2 separate regions of the Zea mays genome follow, and region 2 is linked to region 1. Evidence: chromatin contacts called from public Hi-C data. All regions are on one chromosome and are shown on one strand. The core of a region is the stretch at or near the end of the contact, and the rest is flanking DNA. Distances in the headings are between cores, read along the strand shown.

The links. Hi-C and Micro-C count contacts between places; a contact is called where the count stands out from the background.
Region 2: a contact with region 1 is called in a Hi-C map of endosperm, with 1.8 times the contacts expected there. The contact joins the promoter of LOC100037751 here to the promoter of LOC100194106 in region 1. A contact is called at or near these places in 3 of 25 Hi-C or Micro-C datasets (endosperm, root tip and tassel).

Annotation. Positions count from the first base shown.
Region 1 is chr1:277,471,564-277,474,707 of Zm-B73-REFERENCE-NAM-5.0, forward strand. It overlaps LOC100194106, which reads right to left and starts at 1,294. Exons shown (of 5, transcript NM_001329706.1): 1 at 1,219-1,294; 2 at 841-992; 3 at 122-736; 4 at 1-19. The coding sequence starts at 867.
Region 2 is chr1:277,610,699-277,613,906 of Zm-B73-REFERENCE-NAM-5.0, forward strand. It overlaps LOC100037751 (tubulin alpha-1 chain-like), which reads left to right and starts at 1,657. Exons shown (of 4, transcript NM_001308507.1): 1 at 1,657-1,905; 2 at 2,770-3,004; 3 at 3,098-3,208. The coding sequence starts at 1,813. LOC103643947 (tubulin alpha-2 chain-like) reads left to right here. Exons shown (of 4, transcript NM_001397163.1): 4 at 1-572. The coding sequence ends at 373.

The sequences.
Region 1 (3,144 bases), core at 44-2,543:
GCACCGATGCCTTGTCCATCTGCGACGAGCACCATCCAAATCAGTTAGTTGACCGGAACTGGCTGGCTAGTACTAGTAGTCGCGCTCGGCGGCATGTCGCCATGGATTTGGCCCTACGTACCTTCTTGAGGCCAGGGACGATCTTGGAGAGGGCGATGAAGCGCTGGCTGAGCTTCTCGCGGCGCTTCCGCTCGGCCAAGATGTGGTCCTGGTTCTGGGAGGCCGGGCGCGTGTTGGCGGACGGCGCGTTGGCGGCCTCGGCCACCGCGGCCATGTCGTCGTAGGAACGCTTGGCCGGGCGCGCCTGCTGGAACGGCGGCATCGCGGCGGCGTCCATCATCTCCTGCTTCGGCGCCTTCGCGGCGGCGGCGGCGGCGCCGTAGTACCCGGCGCAGCTGGGCGGCTGGTGCGTCGTCGGCTCCGCCTTGGCGAACGCGGTGTGGCCGCCGAAGGAGAGGATGGTCGGCGAGGAGGAGTCCGCGGCGGGGGAGCCCTGCTCCGTGATGCACGAGTCCCAGCTGGTGTTGACCTTGGCCGCCTTGCGCGGGCGGTGGTGCGGCTGCTCGGCCGCCGCGGGCTGCTGCAGCTGCATGGGCATCGCCGTCGCCAGGGCCGCCGCCACGGCGTGGTCCACCGGCTCCCCCTGGCCGAACGCCACCGCGATCTGCTGCTCCGTGTACTGCTCCAGCAGCGTGTCGGACTGCCACTGGTGGAAAAAGCTCGGCTCGTCCATCACCTGCGCGCGCGCCAGCAAATTAAAGGAAGCATCAGGCCATCAGCTGCTGCCATCGAACGGCAGATGACAAGCTCATCAACCAGTAACGGACCCGGATCACTCACCATGTTGGAGAACCACTGCGTTGCCATCTGCACACTGCTTGCTTGGGATTGGGATTTGGGAGTCCGGCACGCCTTGCTTCCGAACCGAAATCCAAAAGGACTGCTAGCGCTCTAGGCTTAATTACTAGCTGCTCCAAAGCTCAGCACAGGTCCTGATGAACAGCATCAACAGACAAGAGTTAGGTAGAGAGAGAGAGAGGGGGGGGGAGATCACTGCATTGCGCGCAGAGGCGAATCAGCTGCGTGCTACTCCGTACACACATAAATTAGCTGGAGTGGCACGAGATGCAAGGAAGAGCGCGCATCTGATTCTGAGAGGAGTGGTGTGACATCATGGTATGGTATGGTATGTGTTGTGAGGGAGGGAGTGCGACCAACCTGTGGAGATTGGATTGGAGGAGAGGGGGCGTATAGCCTGGTCCCTTTCGTTCACAATGGCAGCACCAATGGAGATGGGAGAATGGGACATGCCGCATCGCCTTATATAACCACTCGGGCTGGACTGGGCTGGGTTGGGTTGGGCCACACTGTTTTTAATTGCGGTTGGGTTGGGTGTGAATGTGGACTACTCGGCCTCCTCGGCTCCTCCTTGCATTGCAATGGTGGTTCCTTTGAGCTGCGATCCAACTGTGCAAATGGCGGCTAAAGTATTCTCGCGTCCCTCTTCCTCTAAACTTTTTATATTGCGCGCCCTCTCCCTTGTATTGTACAGCATCCTGGCAAGTAGGCCATGTTTATTTGATCGCCTTACCTCATGATGGCGTCAGCGCAGCGGAGGGGTTGCTTAGGCAATTACTACTGTTTTGTCCTTTTTTGTGCTGTTGCCCCCCCCCCCCCGGGTGCAAGGTCAGCTGGTAATTCAGTTAATTATGGGTTAGTTAATTCGTATTGATCTTCTATACTTCATATATGAGCCAATTGATTGCTACCATAGTTATTGTTTTCCTTATATCATACAATAGAATTTGCTATGCAAATTATTATTATTGTTTTTAGCGTTGAGCTTATTACGATTTATAAAAAAATAAATCTTAATTTCGTTGTATATGTTTTTAAATAGTTGGTATAAATTTCAGATACGGATACGGATTTAGATTTGAATGTTTTTTCACCTTTTTCGTCAATGAAAAAAGTATAGTTTTTATTCTTATCTTCCATAATATTTCTTAACAGCATTACTAAAGACTAGCACTAAATTTTATGTATATCTATGTTAAAATATTAAATTTATCATATAATTCGGATGCTTATAATCCATTCCTAATCGTACAGTGTTCAAGTGTGTGTATATATGAGACCATGCATGAAACAAGAATAGCACTTAGGTTTTGGTTCTTTTGATGCACCCGTTGCAACATTCGGGAGATATTTTTCTCGTCAGCATCCCTCCTCCAGTCATATCTCGACAGACGACGACTCATTACTGGCTCAGCCTGAATCGTTTAAACCGACCTCGATTGCTTTTAATTTCTCTAGCAGCAGCACTCATCATATCAGAGCTAAAAGCTGCACAGCAGACCGGGGATAAAATAAATAATCGCCGCATCGGTAGGCAACAAATCAGTGGTTCGTGCAGTTTATTTTTGAGGGAATTAAATGATGGAATTATCTGAAAAAAAAAATGCTCTGGGTGTACGTTTTTATTGCCAGTGCAGCCTGTAGCTTGCCAGCAAAGATGCCTCGATCGGGTGGATTATGACTTGGGCCCAACCCACATGCATGGGGCCACTAGCTAAAAGCAGCAAAAAAAATAAAATAAAAAGAGTACACGTATGTAGTGTCGAAGCATTATGAGTAGTATTAGACAAGCGGGGATTATGAAATGGTGATCTAATAACGTCGGACTAATCTAGAGATCTGCTCGAGATTTGTTCTAGTTTGTTTCCAAGATATTCGCAGGCAGGGTCTGTCATCTGTGGCTGTGTGGGGGGGTGGACTCCCAACCGCAGCGAGGTGCGTCGCTGCGCCATTTCGTGGGAGGGGGAGGGGGAGAGAGTTGCGCATTTTTTTTTCTTTTTGAAAGGAGCCATGTTGGATGGATAAAAGTATGATGTGTGTGGCTCCCAACTTCTGGGTAGTAAGAGTTAAATTACATGGACGACGACAACTAGAGGGAGATAAAAATAACCACACGTTACCGCATCCATGTTGGGCCAATAATACTAACTACTTATTATATCACCAGTACTTGTGTAAGCAAAGGCCTAATCTAGTTTCTTGGCGGGTGGGGTCCACTTACACGTATACGTCGCTTGCATGTTTGGTGTGAATTGAGTTTCGTGTTTGTTAATTTTAAGCGCTTTA
Region 2 (3,208 bases), core at 407-2,906, 140 kb after region 1:
GAATGCTGCTGTGGCCACCATCAAGACCAAGCGCACCATCCAGTTTGTGGACTGGTGCCCAACTGGCTTTAAGTGCGGCATTAACTACCAGCCTCCAAGTGTGGTGCCTGGTGGTGACCTGGCCAAGGTGCAGCGCGCTGTGTGCATGATCTCCAACTCCACCAGTGTTGTGGAGGTGTTCTCCCGCATCGACCACAAGTTCGACCTCATGTACGCCAAGCGTGCCTTCGTGCACTGGTATGTCGGTGAGGGTATGGAGGAGGGCGAGTTCTCTGAGGCCCGTGAGGATCTGGCAGCGCTCGAGAAGGACTACGAGGAGGTTGGTGCTGAGTTTGATGAGGGTGAGGAAGGTGATGATGGTGATGAGTACTAGAAGTATCCTGATGCGGTCATCGTCAGGCTTGTGTGCTGCTCTTGTCCCCGTTGTGGTTTGCAACACCTGATGTTGTAAGACTTTCTGGTTATGTCCGCCCCGCTGTGCCACTGGGTTATTAAGAACGTCGTTATGGATGGTTGTCTACACTACATTATTGCTTCTCGATATTGGAAAACTGTTATGCGCCTCGGTGGATTGTGTTGTTGTCGTAATGTCATCACTCATACGCCGCTGGGAATTTTGAGGCCTGTCAAGCATCAGGATTGCGTTATGAGTTAAATGCTTCAGCGACGTTTAAACTTGTCTAAGGTGCCATCTAGATCATGAACTTGTCAAGGGTTGCCACTTAGATCATGAACTTCGTAAATATGTTTTTGGATCCAAAATATGTTTTTGATCCTTAAGGGTGTGTTTGGTTGAATGTATAAGAAGGGATGAAAGAGGAATGTCATAATTTCTATAGTGTTTGGTTGAGAGACAAGTGAGGACGAGATAAATACCTAAGAAGGGATGAAAGAGGAATGCCACAATTTCTATAGTGTTTGGTTCAGAGACAAGTGACAATTTCTATAGTGTTTGGTTGAGAGACAAGTGAGGGCGAGTAAATACCGCAATAATTTTTTGGTGGCACCGAATTTTTGTGAAGTTGTATACATTTTGGACACCAATAGAAAATAGAATTAAAAAAATATAAAACTGGTGTCATTTAAATCAGTGTCACGTTATTAAAATTTAAAACTATCAACTAAAATTGTCTAATGGATTATTTATGTGGTTTTGTAAAGTTGTGGAGATTAAACAACCAGTTTTGAAGATAAGTAAGTGAAATAGTCAAATATAAAACTAGGTTAAGAATTTAGGTACACTTACGACTAGTTTAGATGCCGCAAAATGGGTTAAATTTTTCTTCTTATTCAAAATTAAATAATAAGGTGAATTTAACTACTCTAATTTCCTCTGTTTTTTTAACTCCCAAACTATCCCTTATTCGTAATAATAGGAAGCGGTGACAGTTTGGTGGTGAGAACTCAGGTATCAACAAAAAGAAATGTATTTTTGAAATATTTTGCTCGTAATGCCCTGCAAGGTTTCGATTTCCGTAGCCAGTACATGTCCGCTCTTGACCCAGGTACTGTGTCACGAACCAACCGACCGTTGAACGGACGTGGAGCACGAACCATTAAAACAATCAAAATCTCAGGGGCTCAAACGAAAAAACACCGCCCCCTTCCCTCGCTTGCGCTGGCACTCCATCGTGGGCTCGTGGCCCAGGCTGTCGTTCTGTTCTATAAAGCGAGACGAGTGGGAGCAGGCGTAACCCTAATTGAGCATCGCAGAGATAGGCGTCTTCGTACTCGCCTACCTCCGCGGCTCAAACCTTTCCCCCTTCTCCCAATTCCTTCCGCCGGCCGCCGCTCCACCCGTACGACGACACCATGAGGGAGTGCATTTCGATCCACATCGGCCAGGCCGGTATCCAGGTCGGAAACGCGTGCTGGGAGCTGTACTGCCTTGAGCATGGCATTCAGGTAACGATCCGTCATTCCCTCCCCCGTTCTCCCTCTGTTGAGGTAGATCTATAATCGGTATGGGGGTTTCATCGCTAATATTTGCTGGATTTTTGGTGGGGCTGAATCCGCCGGAGGAAATGACGTTTCAAATCGGTAGATCTGTACGGATCTGGATGCATGTAATGGTGGCTACCCGGATCCGGGTTTGCTAGGTCTGATCCGGAGAACTGGTGTCTGAGCGAGATTGCAATTGTTTTTGAACTGGAATTTTGATACGTAGAATTTGAATAGGGATCACCCGAAACCCACGTGCGTGGTAGATCTGAGTGCCCAGAATTCGTTTAAATGTACTGTCAGTTTGGATCTTTGAATTTTCATAGGCTAAGTTCCGTATTGCCTGTTGATATGTGAGCCTTGATGTACAAATACAGACTATAGTATGTTTAGTGTTAATTTGATGTGAGCCTTGATGAATTTTCACAGGCTAAGTTCCATGCCCACAATGCATCCATTCATACTGTTATTAATTCTGTAAAAAAAACGAATACACGTCACTCTTAGGCACCTTAACCCAATTTGCATTTTTCTGTTTAAATCTGTTAGAAATGGGATAGAGACTGGCATGTTGTTATGTAGTCCTAGCTGTTATTAGCTTTATCTAGGACTAAATGCTGTTCACATATTTCAAGTGTTTGCAATCGGAGATTCAATCATGGCTCCCTAGGACATTTGAATCGTGTGTCATAGTTTGAAATATGAGATTCAGGCCTGTGTTACCTTAAGATCATGCATCTGTCTGGTCTACTACTGTAGATGGCATGTATTTTTTACATAGACTCCTTAAGTCGCATATTAACACTACTACATTTGTGTTTTGTTCAGGCTGACGGTCAGATGCCCGGTGACAAGACCATTGGGGGAGGTGATGATGCTTTCAACACCTTCTTCAGTGAGACTGGTGCTGGGAAGCACGTGCCCCGTGCTGTTTTTGTTGACCTTGAACCCACTGTCATCGATGAGGTGAGAACTGGCACCTACCGCCAGCTCTTCCACCCTGAGCAGCTCATCAGTGGGAAGGAGGATGCAGCCAACAACTTTGCCCGTGGTCACTACACCAGTAAGTAATCTGATCTGAGCGTCAGTTTTCACTGCTCCTTGATATTTGCTCTGTAATGAACATCTCATTTAAACCTGATTCCTTGTTTTGCAGTTGGCAAGGAGATTGTTGACCTGTGCCTTGATCGCATCAGGAAGCTTGCCGACAACTGCACTGGTCTCCAGGGCTTCCTCGTCTTCAACGCTGTTGGTGGAGGAACGGGCT